Regions from separate parts of the Rattus norvegicus genome. Here regions 2 and 3 are each linked to region 1. A link is a contact called in public Hi-C data. All regions are on one chromosome and are shown on one strand. Each heading gives the region's core, a stretch centred on a gene start, on an enhancer-like site or on the middle of the called end of the contact. The rest is flanking DNA. Distances are from core to core; before and after follow the strand shown. Region 1 holds the start of Tiparp (TCDD-inducible poly(ADP-ribose) polymerase). Region 2 holds the start of Lekr1 (leucine, glutamate and lysine rich 1). Region 3 holds the start of Ssr3 (signal sequence receptor subunit 3).

Evidence for each region. A called contact is a pair of places that touch in the nucleus more often than the background predicts.
Region 2: a contact with region 1 is called in a Hi-C map of Schwann cells, with 5 times the contacts expected there. The contact joins the promoter of Lekr1 here to the promoter of Tiparp in region 1. A contact is called at or near these places in 11 of 12 Hi-C or Micro-C datasets (the A7r5 cell line, the Rat2 cell line, Schwann cells and 6 more) and 1 of 1 datasets of contacts at active chromatin or transcription factors (oligodendrocytes).
Region 3: a contact with region 1 is called in a Hi-C map of Schwann cells, with 4 times the contacts expected there. The contact joins the promoter of Ssr3 here to the promoter of Tiparp in region 1. A contact is called at or near these places in 9 of 12 Hi-C or Micro-C datasets (the A7r5 cell line, Schwann cells, frontal cortex and 6 more) and 1 of 1 datasets of contacts at active chromatin or transcription factors (oligodendrocytes).

The regions. Positions count from the first base shown.
Region 1 is chr2:152,061,508-152,065,493 of GRCr8, reverse strand. Tiparp (TCDD-inducible poly(ADP-ribose) polymerase) reads right to left here and starts at 1,725. Exons shown (of 6, transcript NM_001107679.3): 1 at 1,512-1,725. LOC102554278 (a long non-coding RNA gene) reads left to right here and starts at 467. Exons shown (of 4, transcript XR_005500996.2): 1 at 467-1,025. It also overlaps the pseudogene LOC120101210.
Region 2 is chr2:152,199,338-152,203,323 of GRCr8, reverse strand. It overlaps Lekr1 (leucine, glutamate and lysine rich 1), which reads right to left and starts at 2,142. Exons shown (of 13, transcript NM_001115029.2): 1 at 1,719-2,142.
Region 3 is chr2:151,933,497-151,937,482 of GRCr8, reverse strand. Ssr3 (signal sequence receptor subunit 3) reads left to right here and starts at 2,321. Exons shown (of 5, transcript NM_031120.3): 1 at 2,321-2,475; 2 at 3,457-3,583. The coding sequence starts at 2,343.

The DNA.
Region 1 (3,986 bases), core at 476-2,975:
GTCCAGTATGGTACCTAGCACAGTTCACCACTGAGGTTGTCTATATTTTGTGGCTGCATTACTGAAGAAAAGGCGCACATTAGATGCTTTGTTCTTGGTTGAAGGTCAAAACCAAAAATGATAAAAATTTCGTGCTTTAAAAAACAAATATAAAAATCTAGGAGGGATTTATAAGTCTATGTATACAAAAGTGCTTAATAATCAAAACTCAGAAAAACACAAAGCACGGAACAAAGGTGTTAGTCTAAGTACAAAAGATTTTTTTTTCTTTAAAAGAGTTCAGTATGAGCTGGCATTGTTAGGGAAAACCTCACGAAGGAGGGATCTGACATGAGACATAAATAACTGGAAAGCAGCCAAGCCAGGCGTTATTATTCATCATTCGGTGCTTTTGCCTCAAGGCTCAGTTGGCACAGATTGTGGTATTCCCTCTCCGTATCAAACCGGCCTGTGCCTTCCCCTACGCACGCACACCACCCCTCCTCCTATCACACCAATCCAGGCAAAATACTAAAGCAATTTTTATTTATATGTCTGCACACGCACATGCACGCACGCACACACACACTCGCACGCACACAACTTTTCCTCGTACTGCCCTCCACCAAACTCGGAAACTAAACTAGGAAGCAGAGGAGTGCGGAAGCCACCAGTTCCTCAATTAGTTTGCATAACAGAAAAATAAAGATTGGAAGGACGTTTCCTCCGGTCGCCCGCAGCGGGCAACCCAATCGCGCCACCCTTCACCTCGTGACGCCTGGGTCGTCTGGCACTACCGGCTGGTCACACCTTCCATGGAAACCGCCGGCTCCAAACAGCCTGCGGAGAGACGCCCGGGTCCGAGCGACGCCTCCTGCCGGCCGCGGTCTGCGCAGCCACGACCTCCCGCCGCGCCCGTTCCAACGGGCTCCGCACTTCGCCGTGAGGGTGAGCATCCCCGCCCTCACCTTGTCCTCAGGAACCCTGGCGCCCCCTCACTCCCGGCCCACCCTCCTCAGGACCCGACCTCCCCGCAGCCACTCACGGTGAGTCCACAATGAAATTTCCCTCGGCCCTGCCTCCCTCCGAGGACCGTCCAGGAGCTTGCGGGGCCGAGCCGCAACGGGCACTCCGGGTGGCGGGGAAGAGGAAGGGGGACCGGTGCGCACTCAAAGTTAACTCGAACACAGCCTGTAAACTTCTGGGCTGCAGCCCGGAACGCGCGCCGGCCGGAACTCTCCCGCAGCGCCGAGCCCTCCCGCGGGGGCTGCCCGGGCAGTAACCCCCCGAGGGGAGTCGCCGGCGGCCCCGCAAGCGGTGCGGCGCCAGTCCATCTATACACCTGCCCAACTCCGGGCGACCAGAGCTTAACCCAATCCCACCCCGCCACCAACGGACGCGAGCGCATTCGGCTCTCCCGGGCAGTCTATGGATCCGCCGCTGTCCCGGCGGGGACTCGGGGAGGCGAGGCCAGCGCCCGCCATCCCGCTGGGGTCCCTCCACCGCTCGCTGCCCACCCCGAGCCCTTTTACCTCAGGCAAGCTGCCCTCAGAACGCAGCACAGGCGCGGCGTGGAAGGTCCGGCTCTGCGCCAGCGGTCTGAGCCGAGGGCAAGTGCCGGTGTCTAGGGTTCGTGGGCGGCCGACTCGGCGAGCGGGGCACGGGCCATTCCGCGGACTTGGGCGCAGAAAGCCGCAACTGCTCTCCGGGTTCCAGCTCGCTCGCCTGTCAGCTCCAGCTCTGCTTTAAGTGGCTTCCGGTCTCCTCCTCCCGGCCGGCTCGTCTTGGGGGCGGAGCTTCAGCGCTGAGAGGGGGTGGGGTGGGGTGAGGGGGCCGGGCGATCAGTGGGTGCCGGGAAGCGGACCCGCCTCCCGTGCGCGTGCGCCTGACAGAGGGGCGCGCGGCGGCTCTGCGCTCCGGGATTGGGGGGGACGCGTCCACTGGAGAGCGGCTGAGGGTCCGGGAGGGTCGGCCCGTTTGCGAGGGCCCTGTGCGCGCCTGCGAGGAAAGGAGGCGCGTGCGGCGTGGGGCGGGCTCCACCTGCCTGCCGGCGGACGCAGGGTCACTGTGTTCCGCGGACAGCCCAGGCACGCGATGTGAGAGAGGATGTGAGACGGAACGGCCGGTTTCGGTGCGGTTGCCTTTGTTTATCTGCCTCCTTTCAAGACGCTTCCAAGTCCGGAGGGGAAGCGAGTGGCCGCCTCCGCCGCTGCCTCCTCGCGGGGTTGCGGGCCCCGCGCCATACGGGCGGGAAGGCTGCGCCCGCCCCGCCGCCTGTTCTCGGACACCGACTCAGCCTCCGCTAGGGGAAGCCAGTGTTAGGGTTTTGACAATAGAGATGCCTATGCGCGTGTTTTACAGCCCACGGACACCGTAGTGACTAATTCATTTAACAAGTCAGAGCACCTATTACGCGCCGAGCTTGTACTAGGTTTAGAACTACAACCTTCATCACTCAGGCCCCACGCCTGCCCTCGTAGAGACTTAGGGAACCGAGAGTTAACCTCAAAAATATACATGAAACTATCATCTGGATTGTAACTTCATGTATTCAATAGTTTTTTAAAAAGGGAATAAACATTATATTAAATTAGTATAATCTGAATTTCAGAAAAATTAAAAGATGTTATTCCAAAAAAGTGGAATTCTGGAAAAATATGCTAAAAAAGAGGATGTAGTTCCCAAATTTTATGGCACTACTAACCCAGATTAAGGATCACCTAGTAGTATTGTTTCAAATTGCATCAAGTCAAGGCCCTCAAACTAAAGTGGAAAGGTTGGGGCAGAATTCAGAAACAAGAACATAAGCAAAATGAAACTCTAGTTTAAAAAAATTATAAGATTGTAGTATTTCCAACTCTTAAAAATTGTACCAACTTCACCTGCTAACTTAAAATGATTATCAAAAATTTTTGCAAAAACAATGGTTTAAGTTTACAGTTTTATGTTGGGTTGCTTCCAAAGTTGATCCTGGGACACACACTTGCAGCCCTCATGTCTCAGGTCGGACATGCCATATTTGGGTTTAAATTTATCATTTTAGTGCTTATTTCTTGTCTCATCTATTTTGTTTGTTTGCTTTTCTTTCATGCTGTTTTGAAAATTCCATTCTAACAATTTTTATACGTTCTTTATACTTTGAGTAATGTTTCAATTACTGCTATGTACAAATCAGCCCCCCAAACATAGTTATTTAAAACCATAACTGATTTGTTCATGATGCTGGACTCTGCTTAGGAATTTCATCGGGACATAGTACCAGTAGCTCATCTGTATGGCATGATGGCTGGGCTTGGCTAGTCTAACTGAAATCACTTAGAACATGAGGTTGAAGCTAGCTAGTGTCTCAGGCAAAATAAGCAGACAGTAATGTGGAAAAGGCAAAGGTGGAAGCTAAGAATGCTAGAGAAAAAGAAGGCTTCTCCACCTGGCTGATTGAGGCTTCCTCATAAAATGATAATCTGAATTACAAGAGGGGGCATTCCAAGAGAACAAGCCTTAATATATGCAATCAATATGATTACTAATATGTCACTGACCCAAACAAATCACATGACCAAGTTCAACGTCTGGGAAGGATAACATCTTAATTCAATAAAGAGTTGATAATTAGAGGTAGTTTCAGAGCTAGTTTATTCTTTAAATATTGGTTTCTAGAAAACGGAAACTCATACTCTTTAAAAAGTTGGAGATGGAGGGCTGGAGAGATGGCTAAGTCAGTACTTAAGAGCACTTAATGCTGTGTTGGAGGACCTATGTGCAGTTCTCAGAAGCTAACAACGATTTCCAGGGGATCTGATGCCCTCTTCTGACCTCCATGGGTATTAGGCACAAACATGGTACACATACAGACATGTAGGCAAAATATCATACATATAAAATTAAGGACTTTTAAATTTGGAATATGAAACTTTGAAATTATACAATGCTTCATGAATTTTTATGCCATTCTTGCACAGGGCCCATGCTAATCTTTTCTTACTATATATGCTGCTGGTGTGAGCATG
Region 2 (3,986 bases), core at 893-3,392, 140 kb before region 1:
GAAAGATGGCTTACTGAGTAAAGTCCTTGACTAAGTAAAGTCAGTGTAATCCCAGAACCCATAAATGTAGAAATACCAGCCTTGGGAGGCAGAGACAGGGATCCTAGAAGCAAGCTGGGTGGCTGGACTCACTGAATTGATCAGTTCAGAATTCAGGTGAGAGACCCTGTAAGGTAGAGAGTGACTCAGACATTCTGCATCAACCGTTCACACATACATGAACATGTATACACTGGTATGCCATGAACATAAATACACATACCAAATGTCGAGTGCTTGAGCGCTCACACACTCACACACACACACACACACACACACACACACACACACACACACACACACGAGTAGATGTCAAAGCCAGTGGTGCAGCAGATTCAAGCGACAGAAACAGATTCCTCAGCAGAAAAAGGTGGTCTAAGGCCCATGACTGCTAAACAAAGGCAATATAAGAGTCAAGAAAGCATAATGACCTATCTACCCATCTATCTTTTAGGTGGGGGATAGGAAGTCAGCAAAGGCTTCCTAAGATTGAGTTAAGTCAGGGCAAGAGACTAAAGGAAAAAAAATAATAATGCCAATGTTATTTTTATAAACTATGCAATCATTGGTGGAGGAGAGATTCCTCAACCCTGTGTTAGTCCAAAATATCCCTCATTTCAATAAGCTACAGTTTAAAACAAAACTAATGAGCTGTCTTCCCACATATAACACAAGACAATGTGTGTGCTTGGTAATGTTAACTATGGGAGTAGAGTTAATGATGTTGACATGGGTCCAAGTGACCAAGTACATAATCTGATACTGTCATAGTCACATGGTGAGAAACCAGAAGGCTTGTTCCCTTCAGTTAAGCCATCATTAGTAAATGGAAACGATAGTATCGTCGGCTCCACAGAACCATTTTCCCCTTAAATAACCAACCATATGTCCTCTTAAAGTACCATCTACAAAAGTATTAGCAAGCATGGACCTAAATAACGTATAAATTCAAGGTACCAGTGGGATATTTATTATTTAATGCCTTTCACTGTGACTACTCTAATGTATTACTATATCATCAGAAGGCTTCTGGTTATGAAAGAAAAATTAAAAATGGCACCCTGGTAAATTAGAAGGATCTCCAAGACACAGGGGTGGAGAAGAAACTGATTTTAATGCACATGGCAGAAGACATGGTGACAAAATTAGGGATCTCATTTTTTTCATGCAGCCAAGATAGAGTCGTTGGATTCATCCCAAGAACATTTGTAACTTGTCCCTGTATAAAGAAGTCTTTAACATTATTTTATTGTAAACCCATGTAAACTGTGAGTACGAACTGTAGTAACTCGCTGCTTTTCTGATAAGCAATGCATGATGGTTACAAGAGGTAGGCACCTTAAATTCCCGAGGTGACTGACTACAAGGGCACTACTTTCTTTAACGTTTATTTTTGTTATGCCTGTATTTTAAAGAAATGGCTTCTAAGTCTTTTAGAATTGGGTCTTTACAAAGATGTGACTACCCATGAAAAGAACTGTGGAATTCGCAGATAATTCTGCTTTTCAAGAACTGTGGGGCTGTTTGCTCTTTAGCAGGAGAAAACTTGTGATTTTTAATTTGCCCATTCATTACTTTACTAAACAAGTTCCTTTCGGTCCTTCCCAGTATATATGTGGAAACTGTCCTTGGCAAAAGTACAGTAGTACGTGGCCGCTGCTGCGTGCAAGTTTACGAACCTTCTCTGTGACACTGGTCACGAGATAGACGTGTGTGTTCTTAAATGCCGAAACGTCCTTGGTGGTTCATTTCCGACTCTTACACCGGTGTCACGCCCGGTCATTAACTCCGGTTCTGCTTCCAGGCCCTTCCTCTAGTACCATTCCCGGGCCGTGATTCACAAGAGGGCAGGTCAGGGGCAGGAGAGCGGGAGGTCACGCCCCGCGACTGCAGGAAACTAACTGCCCGACTCGACCGCGCCGGCCCAGGCCTCGCCCGAGGCACCGAGAGGCCGCCCTGCCTTCCTCCTCCCCGCCCCCGCTGCCCCGCCGTCCCGCGCGGCTGGCCTTAGCCCCGGAACAAAGTCCCTGCCGGCCTGGTCCTCTGAGAACTGAGAAAGGCCATGACCCTCACCTAGCCCGGGACTCCGCTGGGTGTAAAACGGCTTCCCCGGTCTCCCGGGCGACCGCACTGCACGTTGTCCTGACGTCAGAGCGCAGTGACGTCACTGCCCACGCCGTCGCCGACGCGGAAGCAGAGCTCCTTTGCATCACTTGTCCCAAAAGCGAGCTAGACGGAAGCTGGCGAAGGCGGCGGGGGTCGGAGGAGAGGGCGGATTTACGCGCGGTTCTGTGACGGACCGGGTTGAGGTCTGGAACCCGTGGGGACGACAGGCAGCGGAAGTGGGGGGCAGTGTGGTCTACTGCAGGGGCAATCATTGCTCTCAAGAGGAGGAAAAAGATGCTTTTAAATGGAATGACAGCACATCCTCAGCCATTGCCGCGAGGGCAGATTGACTGGGGAAGGCTTGCGTAGAATTTCATTCTATTCCGAAAGTCAAGATGAAAGGTTTAGCTCATGAACTGTTAATGAGACGTGCTATTGAACACTCAAATTGTGGAAGGCCTCAGGTTTTTACGCACTGACGACTTACCTTTATTCATACTTTATTCATAAAACAAATATTGATGACCTACTACGAGACAAGCAAGCAGGATGAGATGATGCTTGGTGACTAACACAGGCCACTAGTATGATTAGTGTCTTCTTCGTAGTCTGCTCCTTTTTCAGGATTATCTGCGGTCTAAAGTGCTGATACTCCAGGAACTAAAGAAAACAGTTTCTTTGCAGAAAAGACAGTAATTACTGTTAAAGAATAATTTGCATGAATAGAAAGAAAAGACACTGAAGAGAGGAGGGTGAAAAAGTGGTTCAAAATAGTGCCAGAACTATTGAAGCTGCTGGTTGATACCTAGTTTGAAAATAGCCACATGAAAATAGTGAATACTTCCCTAAGTCATGAAAGGTATAGTTAATACAGAAACAACAGTTACTTACTATTGTGTAACTATTATTATGTGCCATATTGAATACATACCAGTGTGCTAGAAACAGAAGGCTTCCGACAGCATCACCACAAACACTTGAGTTATGCATTGCACAAAATGTTACCATAACTTTAACATCACTGGATATTAGAAATTGTATAGCCAGTGTACTGGTCTGTTATTAACCAAAAATACTGTTATAGAGCACATAACTACAGTTTTGGCGATAATATTCCTTACTGAGCATTTATATCTAAAAGGGAAGGCACCCGTCTGAAAGTGGGGTAAAATACCGTGGAAACGCTGTAATTCACTTTCATCTATGCCTACTCATTACACATCACCCTGAGTCCATTTTCCTTGCCACTATAACTGCCCCTCAAACCTAAATCTCATTGCTGATTAGCCACAAGCCAGACTTTCTGTAGGGGTGCCCCATGTGAATTTGTGCCTAGTCCGATTGCATCTTGTTATGCCGTGTTTAGTGAATATTACTAGAAGGCTTGGACTTTCCTGAAGAAAAATGGAGGAGCAGTGAATCTGGGGGAGAGGGGAGATTGGGGGCAGGGGCCTGGAGGAGTAGAGGGCAAGGAAGATACAGTTGGGATGTATGAGAGAAGAATAGAGAAAAAAGAGGCCATGGATTTGGGGGAGAGTGGGGAGAGATATATGTTGTAATTAAAATACAATATCAAAAAAAATCTAAATCCTTCAAAATGAAAAAAGTAGATAAAGTTTCTTTAAAAAAAAAAGTTAGCAGGTTAGCACAGGTCGAAATATGACTGGAAAGTACTGAAAAAACTTATTTAAAAAAAAAAAACCAAAAAACGACAGCTCCAAAAACTGTCCTGTGTTGACATTTTTTTCTTGATTATCTATTGATTGCAGTTTCTTCCCCTCTTTTCCCATCCTTCTTTTCCCATCCCATTACTGCCTATTCTATAACCGAAATTAAAATAT
Region 3 (3,986 bases), core at 1,072-3,571, 130 kb after region 1:
TTACGTAGTTGTGTGCAAAGAAGAAACAACAAAAAGAAATTAGATCTCCTGACACCAAAGATCAAACTTGCCTCAACACCCCTAATCGGCAGGAAGTAGTCTAACCATAACCCCTATTGACCCCTTTCTGACCCTTGACTTTATTCAGGGAGCTCTTCCTTTCCTCTCTATCCTTTTTCCCCTCTCTTATCTAATGATAGAGGATTGTAAGGGTAGAAGAAAAAGGGTGGAGAAGAAAAATAATTCACAAAATAGCCAAAGGCAAGCTACAATAACTCCCCTATATTTTCTCTTATTGAACATGATTTTTCTTACATAATATATCCTGATTATGATTTTTCTTCCCTGTATTTCTCTCAGTTCCTCCCACCTCCCCCTCATCTGGATCCACTCCCTTTCTGCTTCTTATTAGAAAACAAGCAAACTTCTAAGGGATAATAATAAAATAAAATAAGGTAAAACAAAAACTAACACATCAGGATAGGACAAAACCAACAAGGAAAAGAGCCCAAGAAAAGGCACAAGAAACAGATATAGACACAAAGACATACATGTTCACACATTCAGGACTCCCATAAAACACTAAACTGGAAGCCAAAGTGTATAACCAATGGACCTGTGAGGTAAAAAGAGAGAAAAAATATACCCTCCCCCCAAAATGAAGCAGATCTTTTAATTTTCTGATTTTTAACTTTTATGTTCTTTTTATATCTTTGCTTTATAGCCATAAGGAAGCACAGTTACAAAGACAGGCTCCTAAATTTCTGTTCATGAGTTGGTTAGAGATGGAGAAAGGGACAAAACAAGTGCTTGTGAAACCTAGCCTTTTAACCAATGCAAAGGAATAAAATGGGTGTGGTTTGCTAAAGCAGGAAAATCTAGGGAGCAAAGAATGGAGAAAAGTTTTGTTTTCTATCATTCCCATTCACGCAGAGAAAAACCCAGCAGCAGCAGCAGGAGTGGACCCAGAGATTCTGAAGTGAGCACTTGCAGTTTGCTTGAAAATTCGCTAGATGGTTCTTATTTATTTACTTATTTCTTTGGTGATGAAATTGAGGACACTTGCTGTTGAGAATAGATGGACTTATATTTCAGGAAAACGTATTGAAGAATCTGTGTGGAGAACCAATTGAAAAAAAGACTGAAGATAAAAAGCACAGTGAGGATCCTTGCTCTGTAGATCAATGCCATTTAGATAAAGCAAAGGGAAAGTGCTATCTACAGACTGCTAAGAGGAAGCCGGAGGTTGAGGAAGTTTTGCCCTGTGCAGTGTAATGTTTACAGCATTGTAGTGAAGAAAAACACTTGCTGGGAAGGGATGTGGTTGTGTTTGTCTTTTGAAAGAAAAACGCAACCAGCTAGTCAGTTAAAATGGCATCTGTGCTAATATTGCCTTTCCGGCTTCAGAGGAGTCCTGCCAGAGGTCTTCAGTGTCATTTGGAACACTGGTGGAATGCTACTTTAAAAAGGTTCAAGCTGAAATAGAAAGAAACAAAATGGTAGAAATTTGTAAAGGCATGAGGCAAGTATTGAATGTTATCACCATTTGAAGATCATCATGGTTTTAGTGACTTCCTTATGTCTGTTTCTTGGGTGAATAGAGCCCATGCCCAAGAGACTAGGGCCTGTCTGTCACCTTCAGGTTCACCATTTGATGATGATGATGATGATGATGATGATGATGATGTAATAATAAAAAAACCAAACTTTAGGCCATGCAGATGGCTGAGAGGGTAAAGACACAAACCTGACAATTTGGTTCAATCTCTGGGACCCAGAAAGTAAAAGTAGAGAACTAACTTCCTCAAGCTGTGTTCTGACAACTTTGTGGCACGGCCTTCCAACCAACTAATCAATCAATTAATCATCAATCAATGAAACAATCATTCAATCAGTGTAATAAACTTAAAAAGAAATAAAAAGTGCACATATGAAATGAAATACCAATAAAGTTAGTTAGTTAAAACAGAGTACTGCTTGCACGGTTGCTCATGTCAGTTAACCAAGCCTGCCTCTGGAGACTGAGGCAGGTGAATTGGAAATCAGCTTTAGTTACCTGAGGTCCATAAATATACACTAAACTACAAATCCCGCCATTCCTTGTGGCGTTGAGAGCCACGTACCCTGAAGGATGCGGAAGTCTTGTCTACCTATCCAATCGTGTTTTGAGGCTTGTGAAGCGACGGCAGGCTGGCCAATCCTAAAGTAGCGTGCCCTGCGGAGACCCGCCTTCGCGTTGCGCTGACGGGTCGCGGGCGGATACGCGGCTGGGGCGGACGTAGACGCGGCCTTCTGAGTCTTCCCTGTCTCCCTGCTCCCATCCTCAAGTCTTTTGCTCCGCAATGGCTCCCAAAGGCGGCTCCAAGCAGCAGTCCGAGGAGGACCTGCTCCTTCAGGATTTCAGCCGCAACCTGTCCGCCAAATCGTCGGCGCTGTTCTTCGGGAATGCGTTCATCGTGTCTGCCATTCCCATCTGTGAGCCTCGGGCAGGCGGCGGGGACGTGGCGGGCGCGGTGGGGGAGGCCAGAGGCGGCGGGGAGGCCTAGTGTCGGGGCGGAGGGGGGGGGGGGGTGCGGCGGCGTCCTCGGGAACTCACTTGCCGCGGACTTCTGAGCCGGGCGCGGGTTCTGGCCGGGATTCGCTCATTGGTACACTGTCCTTCCCCTCACAACACTTTGACACTACGAGGTCTTTAGTGAGCCAGTGGGAGACCCACCAATAACCTTCACTGAATTAGCAACGTGACTCCCCTCATCCCTGAGCATCCTTTTGACGTGCAGAATGACAGGTTAGGCTGTGCTAGAGGTCCGCGGTCAGCCTTGTTTAGGATTTCAATAACTCCCAGAGAGCAACTCGAGACTTTGAATGAGAAACTGTCAACCTGAAGGCTAAGACTGTTTCCAAGCTCAGGTTTTCCGAGTTTCCCATCTCCTGACCCACGCTGCCACAATGTTGCTGGCCAATCACGTCCAAACGTATTTTGTTATTGTGGCCGTTTTAAAAGCTCAGCGTGCAGTGAATGTGGTGTGGAGCCCCCTGGTTCACTGGCCCGACCATGCATTGTTTTGATTTCAGAGCAGCCACGTCAGCAAGTTAACCAGTGATTTGGGACAGACAGTATTTGACTTAAAATGGCCTGTATTTTAACTTACTAGCATTCCATGAATGAAATCTTTATTCTTATTTGTGATCTCTCCCCTCTCAGTTTGTTCTCAAGTCAGAAGATGAAGAAATTTCTAGACTAGCAATGTCCCCACAACCTAACTTTCTGAACCGGGAAAGCCCTGAACTCTGGGACTAACCCAGTGTATTGGCTATCTCACCTCTAGTGAAGTTCCTCAGATACTGGGTAGGATTTACTGACTCTCATTTACCTGGTTTAGCTGGAGTTAACTCTGGCAGGCAGGTGTAAAGGGGTCGTAATGTGTTGTGTCCCTTCCTTTTGTCTTACCTCAGGGTTGTACTGGAGAATATGGCATATGGATCTTATCCAGTCTGCTGTTCTGTACAGCGTGATGACGTTAGTAAGCACTTACTTGGTAGCCTTTGCATACAAGAATGTAAAATTTGTTCTCAAGCACAAGTAAGTACCCTAACCCCAACCCCAACCTGCATATTTATGGGAGGGTGGCTTCTTAGAGGTGGTTTATATTTATTTATAAGCATTGGTTTGAAGTGTGTGTATACTTTGTGAAGAGAGCAATGCCTGGAGAGTTGATAACCTCTTGAGCCATGTGACTGACACGTCAGTGGAAATAGGTGTTGAGGGTGGAATATTTAATCCAAGTTTTTAATTGATGGTTTGATCAGAAAAGCAAATCTATTAAATAAACGAATGCTTCTGAAACCCAATGGATTTCTTTCTAGAAATTGCTCTAGACTGCCCATTTACTAATTTTGGAAGCAAAATAATTAAAAATTCTGGGACATTTTCAATGCCATTTACAATTTTTTTAATTTTGGAAGTCTGTTCATGTAGAAGACAA